Regions from separate parts of the Gossypium hirsutum genome. Here region 2 is linked to region 1. Evidence: chromatin contacts called from public Hi-C data. All regions are on one chromosome and are shown on one strand. The core of a region is the stretch at or near the end of the contact, and the rest is flanking DNA. Distances in the headings are between cores, read along the strand shown.

Evidence for each region. A called contact is a pair of places that touch in the nucleus more often than the background predicts.
Region 2: a contact with region 1 is called in a Hi-C map of leaf, with 2.0 times the contacts expected there. The contact joins the enhancer-like site here to the promoter of LOC107888953 in region 1. A contact is called at or near these places in 11 of 34 Hi-C or Micro-C datasets (cotyledon, hypocotyl, leaf and 2 more).

What each region holds. Positions count from the first base shown.
Region 1 is chrA09:57,116,961-57,123,989 of Gossypium_hirsutum_v2.1, forward strand. LOC107888953 (bromodomain and WD repeat-containing protein 1) reads right to left here and starts at 2,495. Exons shown (of 25, transcript XM_041077734.1): 1 at 2,160-2,495; 2 at 1,831-1,950; 3 at 1,151-1,499; 4 at 781-935; 5 at 316-555. The coding sequence starts at 1,494.
Region 2 is chrA09:57,272,130-57,279,543 of Gossypium_hirsutum_v2.1, forward strand. No RefSeq gene overlaps it. Among protein-coding and RNA genes, the nearest start is that of LOC107890249, 51 kb to the right of the region's middle. Within about 2 kb of position 2,257, at least 8 of the 9 cell types and tissues checked have an H3K27ac peak or open chromatin away from gene starts, as enhancers often do. A contact at or near this core is called in cotyledon, hypocotyl, leaf and 1 more, where this site is marked.

The DNA.
Region 1 (7,029 bases), core at 1,245-3,744:
ACGTTCAAATACAGAAAGAAAAGCAGGAGAGACCACAGAAAAGCTAGAACCCATAAAAAAGCGTAGGAAAGGAATCTTTAATGAGCTCACAAGTATATCAACATAATACCTTCTCTGCAAGTGTGCCTATATATATATATATATTTTTTTTTGGGGGGGGGGGGGGGGAGGGGATGGGTTAACAAGCATGCATGCTTAATTTATGACAAACAAATAGCCTAATTAACACCAAATCTGAAGCACATGGTATGAAGGTTACTCAGCAATAAAGAATTATGCATGGCTCAAACTGCAAATATGAAGACAAAGATATACCACAATAGACAGCATTCCGGTGCCCTCGCAACCTCTTGATATTTTGCATCTTCTGCACCATAGTTGATGGTTTTGCAATGGCATAACATGCTGCACGAATAGATGGGGACCGATGATGTCTTGTGAAACCACCCCCAATTTCCCTTAAACCCAGCCCACGAACCTGATCTGCATGCATATGAGGCCAACGCATATGAACAGGAGGACGTTTGGCTTCACTTTTTCCTTTGTTGTCATCATCTGAGAGAAGATGAAAATCAAATTTAAGAATAACTTAAAATTTGAGGCAGAATAAAATTCCTGAAAAGAAAATTGGAAGAATGGGCAAGAGAAGTTCTTTTATAATCCATTGAAGTAGTATCTCAAAAACCAAAAAATAATGAGGACTTGATATTTTTGTTCTAATAAAGTTCCAAGTTTAAAGCGCAAAGGAATATGTTTCATGGCTGAAAAAAAGCCACCTACAGCTCAAAAGAGAAAAGGGCCCCGTTCCTAAAAGAGTGGGGACATCAGCAGCATTTGGAGTGTGTCTTGCACTTTTGTCTTTGGATTGGGAGGGTGCAGTTAATAACAACTGCTTCAAAAGCTTTATCAAGTGATCTTTTTCAATGTGAGGATTCCTACAAAAGCATAAATGGCACAAGAAACAAGTCAAACTTTTTCATAAAATGCTGCATGAAACTCATAAAGTGTCTGTTGCTACTTAGTTATAAAATAAGTTGCCTTTGTCATTTGAAACACCATACACATAGCCTGCTATTCAATAGACATCTTATGTGCTATTCAATAGACATCTTATGATCACGTTAAACAAAACTAAAAGCTAATATCATACCTCTCCACCAACTGAGCATAACTTAAAGGGAATGACAAGCCATCATCATTTTCATGACCACTATCTTCCCCTTTCCTTGAATACCAAGCATGATACCTTCTAGGTAGAAGTTGATTTTCAAGCAATTCATTCCAAAACTGTCCACATGTTCTTTTACAAGGACCAGTTGAAAGGAAATGCATAATCAAAAAGTAAACTTCCCTGAGATCAACATCTACGTTATGCTTCTTAGAATCATCTGTCTCTCCATCTGCAAGTTGAGCTCGCACCTTAGTGGAAAAACTCAATGGCTTCATCCTAACAGAAGGAGAATCACTGGAGGGAACATATTTCTGGAGAGCCATATAACCTGCACATTAGAATAATAAAATCAACAGAATAACATGCGATAAGTTCGATCTTATTCACACATGGAAACAATACATCAAAAACAAAACTGCAATGACATTTATAACCAAACCATCCTTTCAGTCCAACGCAAAACTACTGTAAAAAATCTAGAAGAGGGAAAACCTAAGATCTCAGCACAAACACGAAAACCCTCCAAACCCCAAGTTGAACATATACAAAATATAACAGCAAAGTGACTTTCAGCTTCTCTCAATAGATACCTCAATTTAGGAATTCACTTCAAATTCGTTCAATATCAAAGCATAAACATTTAAAATTCGCAAAAATACCTTCAGAGCGTACCAGGTGGATTAACCGGATGGGCAGTCACCGGAAACACGAAAATCTCTACCGCGCATTTGGAAATCCACAATGCAAAGGCCCGCAACAACAAGAACAGATCAAAAACCCTAAATTCAAAAGATTTCCACTGCTAACAATCAATAACAATAAATTCTTAACTAAAAAAGAAAACCAAAAAAAACTACCAAATTCGACATTCAGTGCGATGCACGCACAAAGAACTTGCAGCCAAAATAACTAAAATAAATTGAATTTTGAAAAAAAATAACAAGGAAAAAATATAGAAAAACAAGAAGTGGTATATAAGAAAGATTACCTTCAATGCATAAGATTCTTTTCAGGAGCAAAACGACGCGTTTTGGAGGTTTCAGTGTTATCTTCTTCAACTTAAAAGGAAGGATTTAAAGTGGGAATGGGGATCGAGTGAAGAAAAAATAATAGCTAAAATTTTAATTTCAATAACAATGGAGAAAATTTCGAAAGGAAGATAGCGAGTGAGGGACACGCGCGAAATGACGAATATTTATTTTGAAAATTCTAGGAAGGTAGCTTCTGTGTGTTTGTGTTTTTCTGTTTGGGGGTTTAAGAGAGAGAAAAAATAAACGAAGGGATTTCTCGAGATAAAAGGAGGAAGAGAAAACAAAGAAGATGAGAGAACCGAGGATTCAACGCAGCGTTTTTATATCTTTTACGATGCTCACTTACGCGCGTGAAAGGTAGCGCGTGTTTTGACGATATCTCTGAGAAAGCGGCGCCGTTTTATGGGCTCCGCTGGGCTGGGTTTTTGGTTTTTCTGGCTATTTGAGGTGCGCTTGTTTGTACTTAAAAGATGACAAGCCCACAAATCAGTGGGACCCTATTGGCTTTGGTTTTTGTCTTAATTGCAGCTCCTGTTACCTGTAGAATTTTGGGAAAATTAGCCATATGTACCACTTTTAAAACGAAGCTAGCAAATTAGGCTGATTTTTTTCTAATTTAGGGAAATAGATTGATTTTGAAGAAAATAGCTGAAAATGCCTATTGTTGGAAATATTGGCGTTTTCAGTTTCTCTTTCTTGCCACATTAGCATAATTATTTTTATTTTTTTAATTTAATTTTTTTATTAATTTTTAAAGGGATAAATATTAAAATTATAAATGAACTTTAATTCAATGTATAATATCATACATGAACTTTGATTTTGTACTATTATTTACATGAAATTTTGATTTGATTCAGTTTTCACAAATCACTAACACCGTTATTGAATTAGCATCATTTTACGTTGATATATTGTACATACAAATAATAAATGAATCTAGTATGAAAATAAATGTACCTATTTATTTTTTTAAATGTGTACAATTGAATCAAAATTAAAATTTTATATATACATACAAACTCTAATTTAAGTTTAATAGATATAATTGTACCAAATTAAAATTTATGATCAAATTACACATTGATACGAAGTTGATGAATATTTATCCCAACAAATCATTTGAATATATCAAATTCAAGGTTGATATAATTTTTATTTAGAAAATTTAAACTGCAAACTTCTAGCATAAAAATTTACTAAAGTTATTAGGATTTGAATTCTAAATTAGATGTTATTTTTTAATTATTAACTTTTATGATATAATATATATTATTTTTTATTATTATAAGAAAAGGAGACATTCTTTTTTTCTTAAACTAAAATAAATCCAACATATTTAAGTTGATTTCGGAAAAAACGATTAAGCTTATAAATTTTAATTCAAATTAATTCAATTATTTACAATATTCAAAAATGAAAAATATAAAAGACAACATGTTCGATTGAAAATTTTAAAAATGATTTTTGAAAAATAAAATATGTAAAATTGAGAAAATAAAAAATTTATTTTCATTATTTTCACTAAAAATAATTTATAAAACAAAAAATAAAAACAAATGATTGAATTAAGATCATATAAGCAAGTAAATATATTTTTTTCAACAAATTTTTAAATATTAAATATGATGCTTTAGTTGGAATCCAAAGGTTAAAAATTTTAAATTAAAAAAAAAAGGTCAAAAACGGTTATATTGATGTGGCACGGGGGAGAAGTTGAAAATCTTGAACTAACATGGGATGAAAACGCCTCTTGTAAGAGGTTAAGTTTCTGATAATGCTCTAGAATAACGTATTTTTATGTATTAATCATGTGTTTATTCTGAGCTTGATCCTACTAATTTAAGCTATTTATGTCTTTTTATCTTTTAGGAACTGATTTGGAGGCAAAAGCAAAATTAAGGGACAAAAGTGCGAATTTGGAGACACATTGGGCTGATATGCGACACAAGGACTAAAAACGCAAAAAGACGAGATTTTATTTTATAAGACTCCATTTTATTTATATTAGGATAATTAAATATTAAGATAATTATTATGATTATTCAAATTTAGGATTTTATTTCAATTATCTTTATTTATCTTTAATTAAATGTATTTATCTTTTTAGAATTTAAGTTCAATTAGACTATCTTCCTAGCACTATAAATAAGGGGTGAAGTGACTCTATTTGTATTCATCTTTCTCTCCCCCTGAAAGTCTAGGCTTTTGTTTCTTCATATTTTCTTTCAATAAAATTCCTTTTTCTATTTTTATATTTATTTTTTTTCCACCATTATTATGAGCCACTAAAATCTATCTAGCCGAAAGTTGTCAATATTCTCCAAAAAGGGTTCTTGAGGCCTAGAATCCGTACTTAGCCTTCTAGTCAAGTATTCATCGTTTCTCCGCACTACGGGCTGACGCTTCCGTCCATGGCCCTTAAGAAGTAAGCTTTTTAGCATATGCAAAGGCGGCCGCTTTGTATGTTTTGGAAGGATTGGATAGTCGGTTCGTTAACTTACTGCGTCAGAGGTTGGCGAGCCAAAGAGACAAAATGGCATGGGATTCGCCATTGAGAAGCGTTGATCTAGCATAGATTACTGGCTAGAGTCAGGTTCCCTAAAAATCGTAAGTCTAATCTTTGGAGCTGGTGGTCGTAGGCGTCCTCTTCCACTATAACTGGCTTACTTGAGTTGAGAAGGGTCATTTAAAAGCCAAGGATCGAACCCAAGGCGGAATGAGACAATTGGAGGCTGGAATTTATCAATAAGAATTTCTTTTCCTTTAACTCTCTTTATTATTTTTATTATTTTCGTAATCATAATTTCAGTCAACTTTAGATTCTGTTTTTCATTCTTTTCCAAATCAAATCTTTAATTCTGTTATTTTTATTTTTTTCTGCCACGCAGGTTTTTTTGGGCACGATTCTGCCCAGAATTTCGAGAAACAAGCATTCGTATAATCCGATCCCTGAGGATTCGACCCTACTTCCCCTTTACTGTTCTTTTTCATTATTTTACAGGGAATAGGATATTTTTGGTGCTCTCAACAACGCATCAGTTTCTCTCTTCAAAATTGACCTATTTTCTTAAATTTGAAAAAAATCAACCTAATTTGCTAAATTCGTTTTAAATATGGCATATATGCCTAATTTTCACTATTATTTTTCCGAAGTTTTTTTAAGTTTTTAATGATTTTGGATTTAGGGTACCTTAACTATTGAGGTCGGAAAGTTAATGTGAAAAAGCACTTCAAAAAAGGGTTAAATATAAAATTAGTATTCGAACTTATCAACTTCTCCCAAATTGGTATTTTATGGTTTTTTTTCCCAGATTGGTACCCGAACTTTTTTCTGTCAACTAAATTGATACCCAAGTCTAACGCCGTTAATTTTTTGCTGACGTGACAACGCTGGCCAATCGCACGTTACCACGTAGTGTCCTCTTGTACCTTTTTTTCTTTTTATTTTATTTTTTATTTTCTAGTTTTCCTTATTCTTTTTTTTAGGGGGGTTGCTTCTACTTCATCTTTCTTCTTTCTTTCTTTTGTCAACCCCCTCCCAAATTTTCCCTCACTTTCCAGCATCTAATCCCCACCATCAACCAACCCCCACATCTCTTAAACCCCTTTGGTTTTCCTCTCCTGCCATCATCAACCAATCCCCACCTCTTAAATTTTAACGTCATATTTGTTATATCCTCAATCATGTTTTAATTTTTTATTTAATTTTTCAGTTTATTTTATAATTTAATGGTGGAAGATGAGTTTTCCGTGCAAGACATGAGCTTTTACAATACTATTCCGTTAATAAATAGTTTCTGTTTATATGTTGATGTTAAGCAAAATCCAAGCTTAACCCAAATTGCAATATATTTTTTTACACTCATAAACTGATTTTTTTTAAAAAAAATATTATATATATTTATATAATTCTTTTTTTTTGTAGAAAATGGTTTTTTGAATGAAATGGAAATATTATTTGAACAGAAATCAAAAGCTTTTGAAACTTAACAATGGTGGACATTATGGAAATCAGAAATTAATGAAAGAGAAAAAGGTTAAACATTTCAATAATGCAAAAATTATTTCACAATATTTTTATATGCCAATAAAAAAAAGCGGCTAAAGAGCTTAATTTATGGTTAACATTATTGAAAAAAAGTGTAGGGAATTTGAATTATGTCTTAATAGTTTACAAACCGTAATCTAATTATCATTTTTTTTCTTTTAGTAGCTAAATAGCTCAATTGATGAAAAATCTACTCTTAATTGCCCTTAATTATTTTTTTTAAATGATCTCTTACATATAATCCATTGAATATATCTAATTTAAAAAGAAAATTTATATTAAAAAGCATATAATATACCATATTTAATCTTTTTTAAGGTTTCATCGATAAACAACATTCATATCAAACTCTTTTTTAAGGCAATACTACTTGAGAGTTATTTACTTGTATATTTCGTAAAATCGTGAAAACAAAATACTATTTCCAAGCTTCTTCAAGTTAAATTTAGAAATAGTGAAATAGTAATACTAATTTTTTTAGATTTTTTTATATTATTACTTATACTATCGATAAGTTTTAGATTTAGTTCATATAATCTAATTTAGGGTGGGTTTGGATTTGGCGATTAGGTACAGTGCGTTTAACTTACTTTTTGTCTTACGCTATAGTATCACTACAATATCAAATCTCACCACCATCACTATTTTTACACTAACCGCAGATAAACACAACACCCATCCAAACCCACCCTTAATCATTTTTAGTTTCTGTATTTTTTGAATTTTAAAATTTTAGTCTTAACTCAATGGTAGATATTAAATTATGTTATTTTTAG
Region 2 (7,414 bases), core at 1,007-3,506, 150 kb after region 1:
GAGTCTGGCTAGGTAGATGAGACCGGAAGTAAAACACTGCCCACCAAATGCATATAATATTAATATTATAATTTGCAGCTAGGCTTCGCTTTAAAAGGTGGATCAGATAAGTGTAATTAAAGCTTTAAAGTTAATCAACTTGAATTAAAATTAATCAAAAATTTTAAGGGTAATCTATAAAAATAGTCACTTTTGTTTGCTTCAGGTTACATTTTAGTCACTTATGTTTGAAATGTTACGTTTTAGTCACTTATGTTACTATTTTGTTACGAAGTGATCACTCTACCGTTAAGTTCCGTTTTCTCTCTAACGATTATCCTACATGGCAGTCCAACTAGATTCTAGATGCCAACTTGGATTTTTAAATGGGATGAAAATAGGTTTTTAATTAAAAATTTAATTAATTAAAATTTTTAAACCTAAATCTTAACTAAAAAATCTGTTCATTTCCTCTTTTTAATTTTTCTTCAGTCTCTTCTTTTTTTTTTCAATGTTTTTTTTTCATTTGATTGGAAAAACTATTATTAAGATCAAAATAGTTGAAATCAAATTGACTGCTTCATAAAGATGGATTCAATGGAGGGTTCAGGTATGTTTTCTTTGCATTCATCTATCTCTTTTATTCAATACTGAAAAACAAAAGATTGAATTTTTTATTGTTTAATGAAAACCCTAAATTAAAATTCTTGATATGAATATTAACAACTAAAAGAATTTCAGATAAAAAAAAGGGATACCCGCAAAGGGATTGTGAACAAACAAGCCGATTCAAATCAGAAAAAATCGGATTGAGAAACTAATTATTCAAGAACGTGAAGAATTTAAAAATACAATGATTAGGAACAAAAATGATTACCATATTCTTATTTTTCGACAACCATTTCATTTTAAGTTTTAGAACATAAGTTTGTCGGTGAAGAAGACATACCTGGACCCTCCATTGAATCCTCTTTTGTTTTCGTAGGTGAATAATTTTTTTTGATGATAATAGCTGTTTTAGTCATTGAAAAAGAAAACTAAAAAAATGGGGAGATGAATAGTTTTTTAACTAAGATTTAGGGTTTAAAATCTTTAATTAATTAAATTTATTTAATAAAAAATCTATTCTCATCCCATTAGAAAATTCAAGTTGGCACTTAAAATCTAGTTGGACTGCCACGTAGGATTACCATTAAGGAGATAACGAAACTTAACGGAAGAGTGATCACTTTGTAACAAATAACATAAGTGACTAAAACGTAATATTTCAAATATAAATGACTAAAATATAACATGAAACAAACAAAAGTGACTATTTTTTAATTTACCCAAATTTTAAACTCTTAATAGTTAATTGAATGATTTTTTTTTAAAAAAATAACTAAACTAAATTATTTTAATTAATTCAATCAAGAATTAATCGAAATTTATATATTTTTAATTTTTTTATTAAAATAAATATAAAATATATTAAAAAATTAACCGAATTAACAAGGTACTTTTCAGTCACTTCGTTAACTTTTGGCTTTTTTTTTCTCTTTTTTATTTTTAATTTGTGCCAATTGATTGTGGTTATTCAATATCAGAAGCTGCAGAAACAGTGAAGTGCATTGTTAGGAGTAAGTTTCAAACCTGAAAAGTTCATTCCAGGCCTTGTTATTCGTTTCATATAGGGGTTATTTGTGGATTTGTCAAAACCCACTAAAACCCTTTCCAAGAAGAAGAATTTCCTACCTGGAAAGCTTCAAGAACTAGACTTTAACAAGTCCTTAAAACGGTATGTTTTATTTTTTTGGCTTCTTTTTTTAAGCAATTAAAGCAATCAAAAGAGCAAAGACCCAATTCAAACCAGACATAATCAACAAAGAAGAGTAGGATAAAAATCAAAGACAATCAATAGAGAAAAGTAGGGGGGATTTAGTGACTTGGTGGTGGTGGACGTCGGACGGTAATGAATGTTTCGGGCTGTCGGGTTAGGGCGTCACTCGAAGATGATGGTGACTGGACGGCGGTGAGTGAAGGTGAACTCGAAGCCGGTGATTGTCGTTAGAAGGGATTTTGGGAGATTTCGGAGGATTTTCAATTTGGGGAGATGGGATTAGAGATTTAGGGTTATTGGGTTCAGGGATTTGAATTTCAGATAATTTTTAGTTTAGGGTTACTACAATGTTTAGTTCAAAGGGCGGTTGCCTGTAGATATTATTTTTTTTTTTGCTTTGAGGATGTTTAGGTTTTATTATTAAGTTATTAAATTACTTTTAGTTTAAAGAATTGGGTTGGGTTTATAAATTATATTGAATTGGGTTGCTGGTTGGGGCTTAGGTGGGTAGTGGGTAGTGGGTAGTGGACAGTGGGTTAATTGTTAATATAATATTAATTATTAAGTTCGGTTAATTCGATTAATTATCTGATTTTGAGTTGAATTAATCGTTATTCAAAATTTCAAAAAAAAATTTAACTGACTTCCGACTGAATTAAATTGGTTAACCGACTAATTAACTGAATTAAATCGATTCGATCAATTAATTTAGTTTTAATCGAAATTTAAACACCAAAATGCGAATCAAAATTCTGTTTTTATTTCTGTTGGTTGAACCAATGGAACAAATCGTATACCAAATTCGGTTGAAACTTGTTTTTCGTTTGCATGAAATTTCGGATATATTTCAGCCATTACCAACACTTAAAATTCATTATATCATACCTTTGGTATATTGTCTGACACCTCACTAAAAACTCTTTTAAAAGATTCATATAATTAAAAAATTTTAAAAATTGATTACATTTGATGAGATGTCGTTGTTGGAGCCTCGTTATGTTGTATGGCATAGCGGAAAAAAAAGCTTCCATCAATCACAAACCGCGAATTCATGTGCAAGAAAAATTCAAAAATATGCCTTTAAAATCTGGAAACATCACTGGCACAAAAGTGATTCCTCTGTTTATGTCCAACCCCGGCCACAATGTAAAATTTTGACGTCTGCTTGATCCACTTGAAAAAGCATGATTGGAAAATCTCTCAGAACCTTTTAGAAAGAAAACTACTTTTCGTTACAAGTCAAAGATAGTATTTTGGGTAAAAAGAAATTGAGATTAAACTTATCTTTTTATTCAAAACTACTTTTAATGGCCATTAACCACTAAGTGGAAAGATAAGGTATTATCTTTTTAAACCTCATTTTCTCCCTTACATAAGAAGATATCAATTTCAATTAAATCCTAACATAATCTCCTTACCCGAATTTTATTAAATATAATATTTAATATACTCGAAAAGGCATATTTATAAATTCAAATATGTATAGATTTTCACATTTATTTTAATTTAATCCTCTATACATAAGCATCAAGTGTATACATATATTATGATTAATTTTAACATTATAAAATTAACTTAATTATTACAATATTTCTATAATTAAATTAACTTTTATGACATATTAAATATAATCTCAATTTTCATTATATTCAGATCGTCTCAACTAAAGGGTGTGACTCTATAGAATCCTATAATGTTAGCAATAACATTAAAATAATTCTAATGTTACAAACAATGATGACATCTAGAAATGCGTCACTACTACCTAAGTTATAGGAAGTCGTGGTTCGATGTGGTCTTCTGTGATAATATTATATAGAATATCTTTTTGTCATTTATATCTTTGATTAAACACAAGTCATGGAATAGTCACATTTGTATAGCCCAATCTTTTATTTCTTGATTGTCGAGTAGACAAGATAAACAAATAAGTGTGAAATCTCATGTCAACTCATATGAGCATGACCATGCATTTCTAGTTTCAATCAATCAAAGGCATGAGATATTTCTCCCATTATGTAGGAGGGACAAATCCTTTCTTGATCACTCACATTCCACTATACAGATTATGGCACACCTAACATCAGCCTTTATAATACAACCATTTTCGGAAGACGTTTGACTGTGTCAAAGCATATGACTCACAATGTTGGAACAGGGATGATCTCAAGTCTAAGGATCATACAAACAACTATAACTATGAGAAATGTTATGATTATTACATAATAATCCAAGAAACATTTTCATAGCAAGTAAGTTCAGTATATTATTGTCTAAACCCACAATAATACTTGACTAAAGACATTTAAGAATGACCATATCATTCTCTAGACATTATCATTATATAGTTTACTTAAACACATAAATTATAACGGCAAGATTTTTAGTGGTACTGAAAAATGTGATTTCGGAACTCCATTCCCATAAGCCGAGTCCATAAATATTAAATATGAATATTTACAGAAATATTATAAAAATATATTAAAATTTTATCGAGCAAATTTGTCGATTAAATAGTTAATTTAGGCTCACGGACTAAATTTAAAAGTCTAATCACTATAAGTTTTTAAATTGGCCAAAGGTTCAGGGACCTAAATAACAATTAACCAAAGGTCCAAAATATTAATAAAACCATTTTCAAATAGGTGTTGGTGGATGATGATGATGGCATATTCCATTATATGTGATTAATGGATAAACTAAACTAATTAATTTAGCTTAATTAACAATTAATTAAATTATAAAAGTATCTCCCTAATTGGACTTGATAGAGGACATATTATTCTTTCAATTGGATTGCTCATTCCCGATTAGACTAAGAAAATATTTAGGTACGTCTACTAACATAAGTTGTCTTTTTGTATTATGATCTAACCACGTAATACCGCTTAGTATTAGTTTAAACGTTAGACAACCATTGAGCTAATATTTGCTTCTATTTTGCTTAGATACAAAAACCACATGATGGCAGTATACAAAAAAAATATTAATGTAATTCATGAATTATTTTATTAACCAATATGTTTGAAAAAATTACAAGTTTACAAACGAATATACTACACTTAAGGCACCAGATCCAACATTAATATAACTTATAGAGGAGAAAAGTGATTGTCTTATTCATGTATGATTGATATAGATTTATGATTCTCTAATTGAATATATCATTGTGATAAGTATAAGATAGTAATATAAATCGGTATGCTTAAGTAACATGCAAAATTTGATGATCTTGTACATTGTTTAAGCTCACCTTGTTGATATGTGAGTGCTATGTTCTAGAAAAAAAATGACAACTAAGGTACCATTTATACTTGCATAATAATAAGGTAAGTATAATATCTTTGATTTGAACTTACTAAGCATTCTTAGTGCTTACCTTAGTTATTTTCTCTCCCTTATAGATTGCCACCTTTTACAACTCGTTAAGGCAGATCATTTCAAAGCTCACACTATCACTGATTCAATAGTGATAAGTTTATTTTGGTTTAAGGTTGTGGTATATAAGGGTTCTTTAGCATGTACTTTGAGATTTGAAGTTGTTAACTAATTGATGAATGTGGTGATAATTGAATTTGAATGTTTGGCATAGTATATAACTTATAGATGCATATTTGGTCAGGTGGATGCTATGAAAATAGTAATCATGCTCTTGAATGGTTTGACATGTTAAGGTTTGAAATTGGAATATTTGAAATAACTAGATTGGTTGATGACTTGAAAGGGTAAGTTCAACTGTAACACCCACGCCCGACCCGATCTCCAGATCTGGATGTGGTATATCACAACATAAAACCAATCGAGTTTAACAAAAACACTTGAAAATTTTTCAAATGATCGAGGTCTTGGTGTAAACCTAATTATGACAAAGACAAAACAATCAAATTAGTAGTATGCCAAGTAAAAAATTTAGCAAAAGCCTTATATAAGTTGATAAATTATATAAATCTCAATTTGAATTATTTACCTTACAATAGTTTCAAGTGCATCATTGTCGATTAAAATAACATTCAAAACCATTTGACATATATGTCAAAAAGAAAATCTCATAAACTACAATTCCTTAGATTAAAATACATACTTCAATAGTTCACAAAAGTTCTTAAATAACAATATCCTAACCAAAAGTTACAAATCATTATACAAGCTGATTATAAAGCAGATCTACATGCCACCCCCAAAAAGGTCGTGCATGGTACAAAATTAAGCAGATGACTCACTAACAATATTTTTCTGGCATAGTCTCTTCAACAAAATATCTTCCTTCAATCAGCACGCCTGAAAAAGAAAGGATAATATAGTAAGTTCATACAAACTTAGTGAGTTCCATAAAGAAAACATAACTAACTTACAATAATATTATTGATGAACAAGCTTTTTAACTATAATGATACCCAACCTTTTAGAGAGATTCAACTGCATAAATCATAATACGCCCAATGGCATTCACAGAATATGGACACACTCGATACGCTAACTTAACATGACACATGGACGATTACTATCCACCAACTTAACTATAACTTTTACACAACCCATCCTCATGCCAACCTCATACCCAAAATTCAGATTCAGAATCGTATTGATCAGTCGTATTCATATGCACACACCCCCTTAATTCCTCATATCATTTATGTTTGGTCAAATATGTTTTCTCGTGATCTGTCAATTTGATTTGCAATATAGTTGCCTTACCTGAGGTATCACAAACATATTGATGGTACTGACTCGTGTAGTAAGAAGGGTGTTTAACATCGAAACATAAATAAACCATATCTACACTAATAATGTTGGTTGAACACCACAAGATCAAACACCACACATATATTGTTGAAACGGAACATTTACCTTACACAGTCCATACAATAATAGAATTTACCATACATAGAGGTAAGAATGAACTCACCAGAAAGTACAATAATCTACTTATCAGGTCATTTGCTCTTGTTGCTTAGACCTTCGTTAGCTTCTTGAGCTAAAAGAGAGACAAATACATCATCAGATCATCAAACTACTGAAATTTGACATGTATGCATGAAACAGTAACCCAATCGGTAGCATGTAACCCAAAATCAAGAAGTTTTCTTCCACAAGAACAATTCTAAAACCTATGCATGCATTACTGTAAACATGTAATTTACTTCAATAACGATCTAAAGGTTTACTAGAAATTACAAGTAATTTGGTGATAACAATGGTGTTAACTAAATGTTGGAACTTCTCGCTAATAACTTTAACTTAGAATTTCTAAAGCTTCAACGAATATGCAAGAAAGAAGAAGAAGAAATAGAAGTAAAATGTACAAACATGCTAGCCTGATGTCTTTATATAGAAGAGGCAACTATGAACAAAACTTACTGGAAGTTAAAGGATCCCACGATTGTAGTGACGTAAAAATTTTAGCTTAGCTTGGCCGCTAATTGTGGTGATTTATTGAAAATTTGAAAACTTGAAGTTTGATTTTAAAAATAAACAGGGAGTCACCACCGATCCTTTTTATTAGGTGTGACCGGACACCTGTTAGACTTCTTTTAAAACAAATAAAAGGGTGAGTTTAGGTCTACATTAAAAGCCAGAGAAAAATTAGGGTTCGAGAGTCGGTTACGCGTGAGGAAG